Regions from separate parts of the Sus scrofa genome. Here region 2 is linked to region 1. A link is a contact called in public HiChIP or PLAC-seq data. All regions are on one chromosome and are shown on one strand. The core of a region is the stretch at or near the end of the contact, and the rest is flanking DNA. Distances in the headings are between cores, read along the strand shown. Region 1 has its middle 11 kb from the start of NMRK2. Region 2 overlaps PIP5K1C (phosphatidylinositol 4-phosphate 5-kinase type-1 gamma).

What was found. HiChIP or PLAC-seq counts read pairs in DNA pulled down with a chosen protein or histone mark.
Region 2: a contact with region 1 is called in an H3K27ac HiChIP or PLAC-seq map of skeletal muscle, with 3 times the contacts expected there. The contact joins two enhancer-like sites.

The regions. Positions count from the first base shown.
Region 1 is chr2:74,778,397-74,781,989 of Sscrofa11.1, reverse strand. No RefSeq gene overlaps it. Among named protein-coding and RNA genes, the nearest start is that of NMRK2, 11 kb to the left of the region's middle. Within about 2 kb of position 1,694, at least 22 of the 83 cell types and tissues checked have an H3K27ac peak or open chromatin away from gene starts, as enhancers often do. A contact at or near this core is called in skeletal muscle, where this site is marked.
Region 2 is chr2:75,014,345-75,017,937 of Sscrofa11.1, reverse strand. The region is part of intron 5 of PIP5K1C (phosphatidylinositol 4-phosphate 5-kinase type-1 gamma); the gene reads right to left. Among named protein-coding and RNA genes, the nearest start is that of CACTIN, 33 kb to the left of the region's middle. Within about 2 kb of position 1,812, at least 5 of the 83 cell types and tissues checked have an H3K27ac peak or open chromatin away from gene starts, as enhancers often do. A contact at or near this core is called in skeletal muscle, where this site is marked.

The DNA.
Region 1 (3,593 bases), core at 445-2,944:
GGGGGAGAAAGTTTGTCTCAGGATTCCTGGGGGCTGAGGGGGTGGGCCCCTTGCTGGAACCTAGCTCCTCAGAGACCACCCCAATTAGGAAGCCAATCTGAAGCTCCATTCCCCCCAGGGAGATCCTACCCCATCCCAACCCACCACAGACATACAGACACAGGCAAGCTTCCGTGCAAAGCATCCCATGGGAGTCCCCGGCCCCTGGATGTTCACCCGCCAGAGCTCTGCCCCAGTGTCTTCCCCAAATGTCCTAATGGCCATGGGAGGAGGAAGATGGAGGCAGAGGCTCCAAGAGGTGGGGACAAGGCTGCAGAGCCTTCTCCCTGCCCCCACTCTTTTCTCACTCTATTTCAGGACCCCCCCCCCACCCCAAGCACTTGCCACTCACATCAAGTAGCACTCAGCTGGCTCTCTTAATCAGCAGTTACTCTGCCGGCACCCCCACCCCCACCCTCGTCCCAACAGGGCCAGAGCCATCACCTCCAAAGGCTGCCCCCACCTCAGGCACCCTCAGTGCCAGGCCCCTGAGGGGGCATCCTTGGGGCAGACTTGGGGACTAGCCAGTGTCCAGGGGGAGGAGGGGGTTGAATGAGGCCCTCCACTGCAGCCCAGGAGCCCCCCCAAACACACCCTGCGCATTCTGGAGAGTGCCTGGGGCACCCAAGAAACGCCCTCATCACCTCCCGGGTCCCCTTTAAGCTTCTCCAGCTTTCAACAGGTCAGGGCGAGGCAACTTTCAATCATGCAAACAGGACTCATTTCCAGAGGGGCCTATAAGTCCTCCCATACAGGGCCTCTCAAAATACAAAACCCCAGGGGGTGGGATGGGGGACTCTGGGGACTGGATGGGATAGGGAGGAAGCCGTGCGCTCCTCAAGGGGAGTCAGCACCTCGGCCTTCGCTGCAAGACACACATGCATTCTGCGGTCACCTGGCCGGGGAAGGGGTCCCAGCTCTGCCCCTCTAGGACAAGGAAATCGAGGAGGGGAAGGCCCAGCCCCATCCTCCTCCTCACTGCCCTCTTCCCGCCTGGGCCAGTTAAATGCCCCGGAGGCTGTGTTTCAGACGTCCTTTGCATGGGGTATGTCTTGCGCCACTGTTCTGTGTCTTACTTTTTAGGCCACCAAGTGGGGCCAGGCAGAGGGACAAGGGGATGGTTTCAGTACTTACTTTTCTTTTTCTCTCTGTACAACAGGGGGGCTAAAGGTCTCAGGGGCTGAAGGAGCCTCTCAGGGCTCGTGGGTCTGGCTTTATAGGAGCTGCTGGCCACCCTGGGCCCTGGGCCACTGAGCCGGTTATTAATAGAAGCCGCCGACTCTTGCCCGAGTATGGTCAGAAGCACAACAGCTGTGGGTGCACAGCCTTTGGGCCAGGGCAGGCGGCTTGAGGACGGCCCTCTGCCCTAGAGGGAAGGGCAGCACTGCACAGGACTCAGTGTGGCCTGGTGACTCCTGTAACCAAGCCCCCAAATCTAACAGGGAATGCTCAGAGATGGGGTGCCCAGTGTGTGCCAGACCCTGACACACCCTTTCCTCCAACCCTTGCCACCATCCTAGGAACCACTGTCCCTAAGGACAAACCTGGCACAAACACACACACAGGTGACCTGTCTGCCAAGAGCCAGCAGTCCAATTGGGCTGCGCAAAACCCAGGCCTGTCTGAGTCATTTTGCAGATGGCACATGACTAATGCAGATTGTGGTAAAAGGCCTAAATTAAGGCCCAGTCGTAGGTGCTGGGAAAACTGGGAGGGCCCCACAGTTTTAGCACTTCGCCTCATGAGATCTGCTAGCCAATGCCCTCCTTCTCCAGGGACTGGTAGCGCTCCTGCTGTTACTTCACTGCCAGCCCATGGAATGATTCAAACAAATCAGCGACAATCTCCCATAGAACTGGGGGCCACAGCATCCTCTTGACCCTGAAGCCTACCCCTACCCCCCCGACCCACCCCTACCCCCTGGCCCAAGTTCACTCTGCTTCTGAGTGCTACTCAAGTGCTCTGTGGGGCCTGGGGCATCCTCCTTCCTGGGGCTTCGAGTCCACATGACTAATAAAGAGCCGCCCACTCCTGTGTCCATGTTAGACATCCAGCATCCAGCCACCACTTACCCCACGGGGGCCTCCCACCATAACTGGTGACAAGGAGGCTACTGAAACACAAGCTACCAAGCCAAGAGCCTAAGGTCAGCAGCCCAGCCACAGCCAGCAGTTCTGTCCCTGCCCAGCCCAGTCCACATTGGGGTCTGAACTCAGCTTGCCCCACCCCAAAGGGCGCCTTGCCGCTGCCGCACGCTGCCTTGACTCTCTGCCCAGAAAGGCAGGAACGTGCCCAAGGCAGGGAGCCATGGGATATCACTGGCTCCTCTGTGCCAAGTCCCTGCTGCCCCAGGGTGTCCTTGAAATTGTCTCCCTGCTACATAGGCCCCAAGACCACTGACTCCTCCCCTGCCTCACCCCAGGTCCCACCCCTCCTGACCCTTCAGTAGAGAAGGTACTAGCAGGGCCAGGAGGTTTTCTGCCCACGTGGGGAAACTGCCTGCAGAGCCTGCTGCTAGGCCTCCTCCTAATGGTGGAACTGATGGGCCGGATTCCCCTGGGGACAGTGAGATAACCACATCAGTGACGCACCCCAACCTGAGGCCTGTCTTTCTCGACATAAGGGAAGCCATTTTTGGCCCAAGCCATTTTGGGATCTAAGCCTGAGCACAATGTCCTTAAACTGGTTTCAGTAATTAATGAGTTTAAGGAAACAAAAGGCAGCAGGGGTGAAGGACTATTTACCAGGTAAGAGGAAAAATAATAAATAGCAAAGATCCCCAGTTCCCACAGTAAAGGTACAGATTAGCCTGAAGCACTTTCTTCAGCAGGTTTTTGCTGAGTTTAAACCCAGATCAACTGGAACCTAACAGATGATGATGAAATTTTCTGACCTTGTGACTCCAACGAAAGCTTAGACTCTGTCAACTGCCCCAAATCTGAGCCCTCCCAGACCCTTTCCCCTCCCTGATGGTGGGGCTGTGGAACCATGTGGCTCCAGAGTTATGACTGTGACCCATGTCCACCCTCATCTCTCTCTGTGACTGGCGCTGGTGTTTTGGTTTGTTTTTTGTTTTTTGTGTTTGTGTGTGGGATTTTTTTTTGTTTGTTTTTTGTGGGGATTTTTTGCCTTTTCTTTCTACAGCTGCACCTACAGCATATGGAAGTTCCCTGGCCAGGGGATGAATTGGAGAAGCAGCTGTCAGCCTATGCCACAGCCACGGCAACACTGGATCTGAGCCACATCTATGACCTATGCTGCATCTTGCAGCAACGCCAGATCTTTAACCCACTGAGCGAGGCCAGGGATCAAACCCAAATCCTCCCAGAGACAACACTGAGTCCTTAACCCACTTTGTCACAACAGGAACTCCTGGAAATGGTGTTTTTTGTTTTTTTAGCTGCACCCGCAGCATGTGGGAGTTCCTGGGCCAGGGATCGACCCAAGCTGCTGCAGAAACAACACCAGATCCTTAATCCACTGTCCCACAGGAGAACTCCTGCAGCTGGTGTTATGATGTCCATTTGGAGAACTTGACCTGTCCGGGAACCTGA
Region 2 (3,593 bases), core at 563-3,062, 240 kb before region 1:
TGAGAATGTCCTGAACCCCCAAAACCCAAATGAATACTACTGGTACATCAGTGTGGGAAGACAGACTACCTTTCCAACCCACAGAGAAAAGCAAGGAGACACCCACAAAGCTCTGCTGCCCTTGGTCCAGCTCCTGGATCCAACTGTGCCTGAAGGCACAATTGCCCTGGATGTCCAAGCCCCCAAGCCAAAGGCTACCCTGTAGTATATCCATAGGCGTAGGTGCTCACAAGCTGGAGCCCACTTCCAGGGCTCCTCAAAGCCCATCAATGGCCAGCCCTAGATCCCACCCACCATCACTCAGTTCCAGCCCTGTGTGTTCTGGGCACAGAGCAAGGCTGCACTGCCTGGCCTCTCTGGGATCGGGTAAGGCTGTTTGTTGAACACTGGCCTGCAAGCACAAATGGTGGGTCATTCCCAGGTTGGAGGACTTAAATACTGCTTTGAGCCCTCCAGAACTCTCTCTCTGCCACAGAGACCAGATGTTTGGGGTGGGAGCTGCTTCATCAGCCTGGGTCCCTGAGTGCCAGTGGCAAGCACAGCCACCAGCCAACCCAAGGTGGACACAAAATCTGAGCAAGAAACACACCACTGTTATTTTAGGCCATATGGCTATAGGGGCTATTTGTTACCCAGCATAATCTGGCCTATGCTGACTGGTACATGCTGTTCTTACTGCCCCTGCTTCCCATGTGCCACTGACTTCAAGGAGCACCAGGGGATGCAGACTCAGGCTTAAGAGAGGACAGAGGCCTTCCTGGGTCCCTTGACCAAAAGCAGCCTACCACTTTCCCAGCACTACCTGACACCCAAGCATATTTCCATGTATCCCCCTGGTCTGCAGGTGTTTGACCTTGAGATGTGGGAACTGGCTGTTTTATTGCCCCCACTCATTTTGATGGAGCCAGAAGCCAGCTCCTGTGGCAGTCAGCACGGCCAAGATGTGCTAATGAGCAGACCCAGAGCTCACTCAACACTGTGCTTCTTCTGAGCATCAGCTGGGGCTGTGCTCCCCACTGTTACTCAAGAGCCCAGGTGGAGGCCACCCTGAATGAGCCACAAACACTTTGGGCGTCTCCCTTAGAGCAATGGGGAGATGGTCAGACCTCAAGCCAGGGATCCTGAGGCCTGGTCTCAGCACCAGGGACATAGCAGGAAACAAAACAGGCTGAATGCCTGGCTCCTAGAGCTGACATTCCAGAGAAGACCAGACAGACAAAGTAAAACACAGTGTGTCAGATAGCGATAAAGGGCAGAGAAACATCCTGAGGGGTCAAAGAGGAGGCGTGATGGAGGCAGCTATGGTGGCCAGGTAGCCAGGAAGGATGTCCCCTCTGAAGAGTTGACATCTGAGCAAAAGAACATGGCCAAGTGGGTACAAAGGCCCTAAACAGGTGCATGCAGCTGGTGAGCACAGGACAGGGAGGAGGCCTGTGCAGTGGCGCTTGGGAAGGGAGCCCTGGAGGTGGGCTTTTACTCTGAGTGTGAGGACAGGCAGGGAGTGACATGTGATCTGTGTCTTAGGAGGTGCCTCTGGACTTTGGGGGCAGAAGTGGGCATCTGGGTGGGTGAGGGGGGCATCAGTGGAGGGTGAGGAGTGGTCAGGCTCTGGCACACCCTGACAGCAGGTGGCAGGACCCCTGCAGCACTGGCCATGGGAGTGAGAGCAGCCAGGGAAGACACGGATGGGGGTGAGGGGCCCACAGTCTCAGCCATGTGTCTATTTCTGCCCTGCCTGCCCCTGCGAGCCACAAACATCCACGCCCACACAGAGCCCTGCCCAGGCACCTCCTGTCCTCCACCCTCTCTGCCAGGCAGGCTGCCCGGGCTGGCAGAGCCCATGGCCACCATCAGGCACAGACTGCAGCAAAGCACACTGCAGGAGAGGAGGAACGTCGACTGGAAAATGCAACAGAGGGGGCGTGTCCAGCTTTGTACAGTGTAAATCTGAGCAGAGAATGTTCTGGAACCAGATGGCTGACAGCACTTGCCTTGGGGAGCAGCTTGGTCAGGGCCATGGGTCTCAGGCAACAAGGACCTCCTGAGCCAGTGACCCACCGTCAGGACATGGTCATGGGCAGATGAACCCCTGGTTCAGGAGATGGCCCCCCCACCTCTCTCTCATGCCCTACTGTCCTGAGATTAAGTGACGTTTAACACCAGGACAGCCCAGGGGTGTCACAAGAAGTGAGAGTGATTGTGACCTCCCCAAACTCAAAAACTGGTGCCACTGCCAGAAAAGAGAATCCTATAGCCAGGGGTGGGGGCACAGCCAGGGGCTGAGGCTGTGACCATGGAGGAGAGAGGAAGGAACCCCAGGGAAGCAGAGCCGAGAAGGGGACCCGAGCAGGCCTGCAGGCTGAGGGGCTCTGCTTGCCCTCCGCCCAGCACCCAGGTTCCTGGCTGCATTCCCCGGCTCGCTCACCAACAGCTGACCCCAGCAGGCCCTGTGTGCACCTGCCCAGATGCCTCAGGTCTGAGCTTTCCAAGGAGTTTCCAGCCAGCCAGGGTCCTGTGGCCCAAGGACCTGGCCATCTGCCCCCCGCAGCCTGTGTTGGATGTCTGCTACCCAGTGGGGGTGAGCCAGGCAGAGAGACACAAAAACACTCCCCTCTGGGAGGAGCAGGAGGATGAAGCTGAAGGTCACCAAGGTGGGGCAGCTATCCAAACAGCCTGGCGACCTCAAACCTCCAAGGTCCTTGCACTTAGCTTATCAAGTTTGAGATCAGGCCTCGGCTGCCTCCGCGACCCCTCTCTGTGGACACACCAGTTCCACTGTGCCCTCCCCGCCAATGGACATCAAGGTTGTTTCTCCACGTCTGTACACGATGCGATAGATTTCCCCTTCCAGTAACGTGGCCACACAGAGTCGAGGTGACCAGGGTCATTTCTGCAGAACTGCCAGGCTGTGCACAAAAGCCTCTCCTTGCTCCATGCAGTTCGCAGGAGTTCCCGTGGTGGCTCAGCAGAGACCAATCTGACTAGTAACCATGAGGATGCAGGTTCGATCCCTGGCCTCGCTCAGTGGATTAAGGATCCCGAGTTGCTGTGGCTGTGGTGCAGGCTGGCAGCTGCAGCTCTGATTGGACCCCTAGCCTGGGACCCTCCATATGTCGTGGGTGTGGCCCTAAGAAGACAGAAAAAAAAAAAAAAAACCAAAACAAAACAAAATCCATGCAGCTTGCAGATAAGGGGACATCTTCCAGGGGTTGGGACAGGGCAGAAGGAGGGCCCAGTGGGAGCATGGGGACTTGTGGGCACTGGGCAGAGCTGGAGAGCCCTGGGTCACACGCACCCCTGGACAGAGCAAACGCTGCTTCTTCAGAAGGACGCAGCTCTGGCCAAGGGCACAGGTTTCCCAAAGATTAAGACCCGAATGGGAGCAGTCAGAGCCCAGCCAAGGTCCCCCAACACAAGGGACAGGCTCGCCTACCCGCCCCACCAGGGAAGGCTGGTGGTGGAAGAATAGGTAGGGGCAAAAGGCTCCCGGTGTGCGGTTACAATACAGTGACCACACAGGCTTGGAACAGACTAGCCAGACCCTTGGAAGCGGAAGGGGATGACCCAGACCCTGCTGCCTCAAAGCCCCGTCT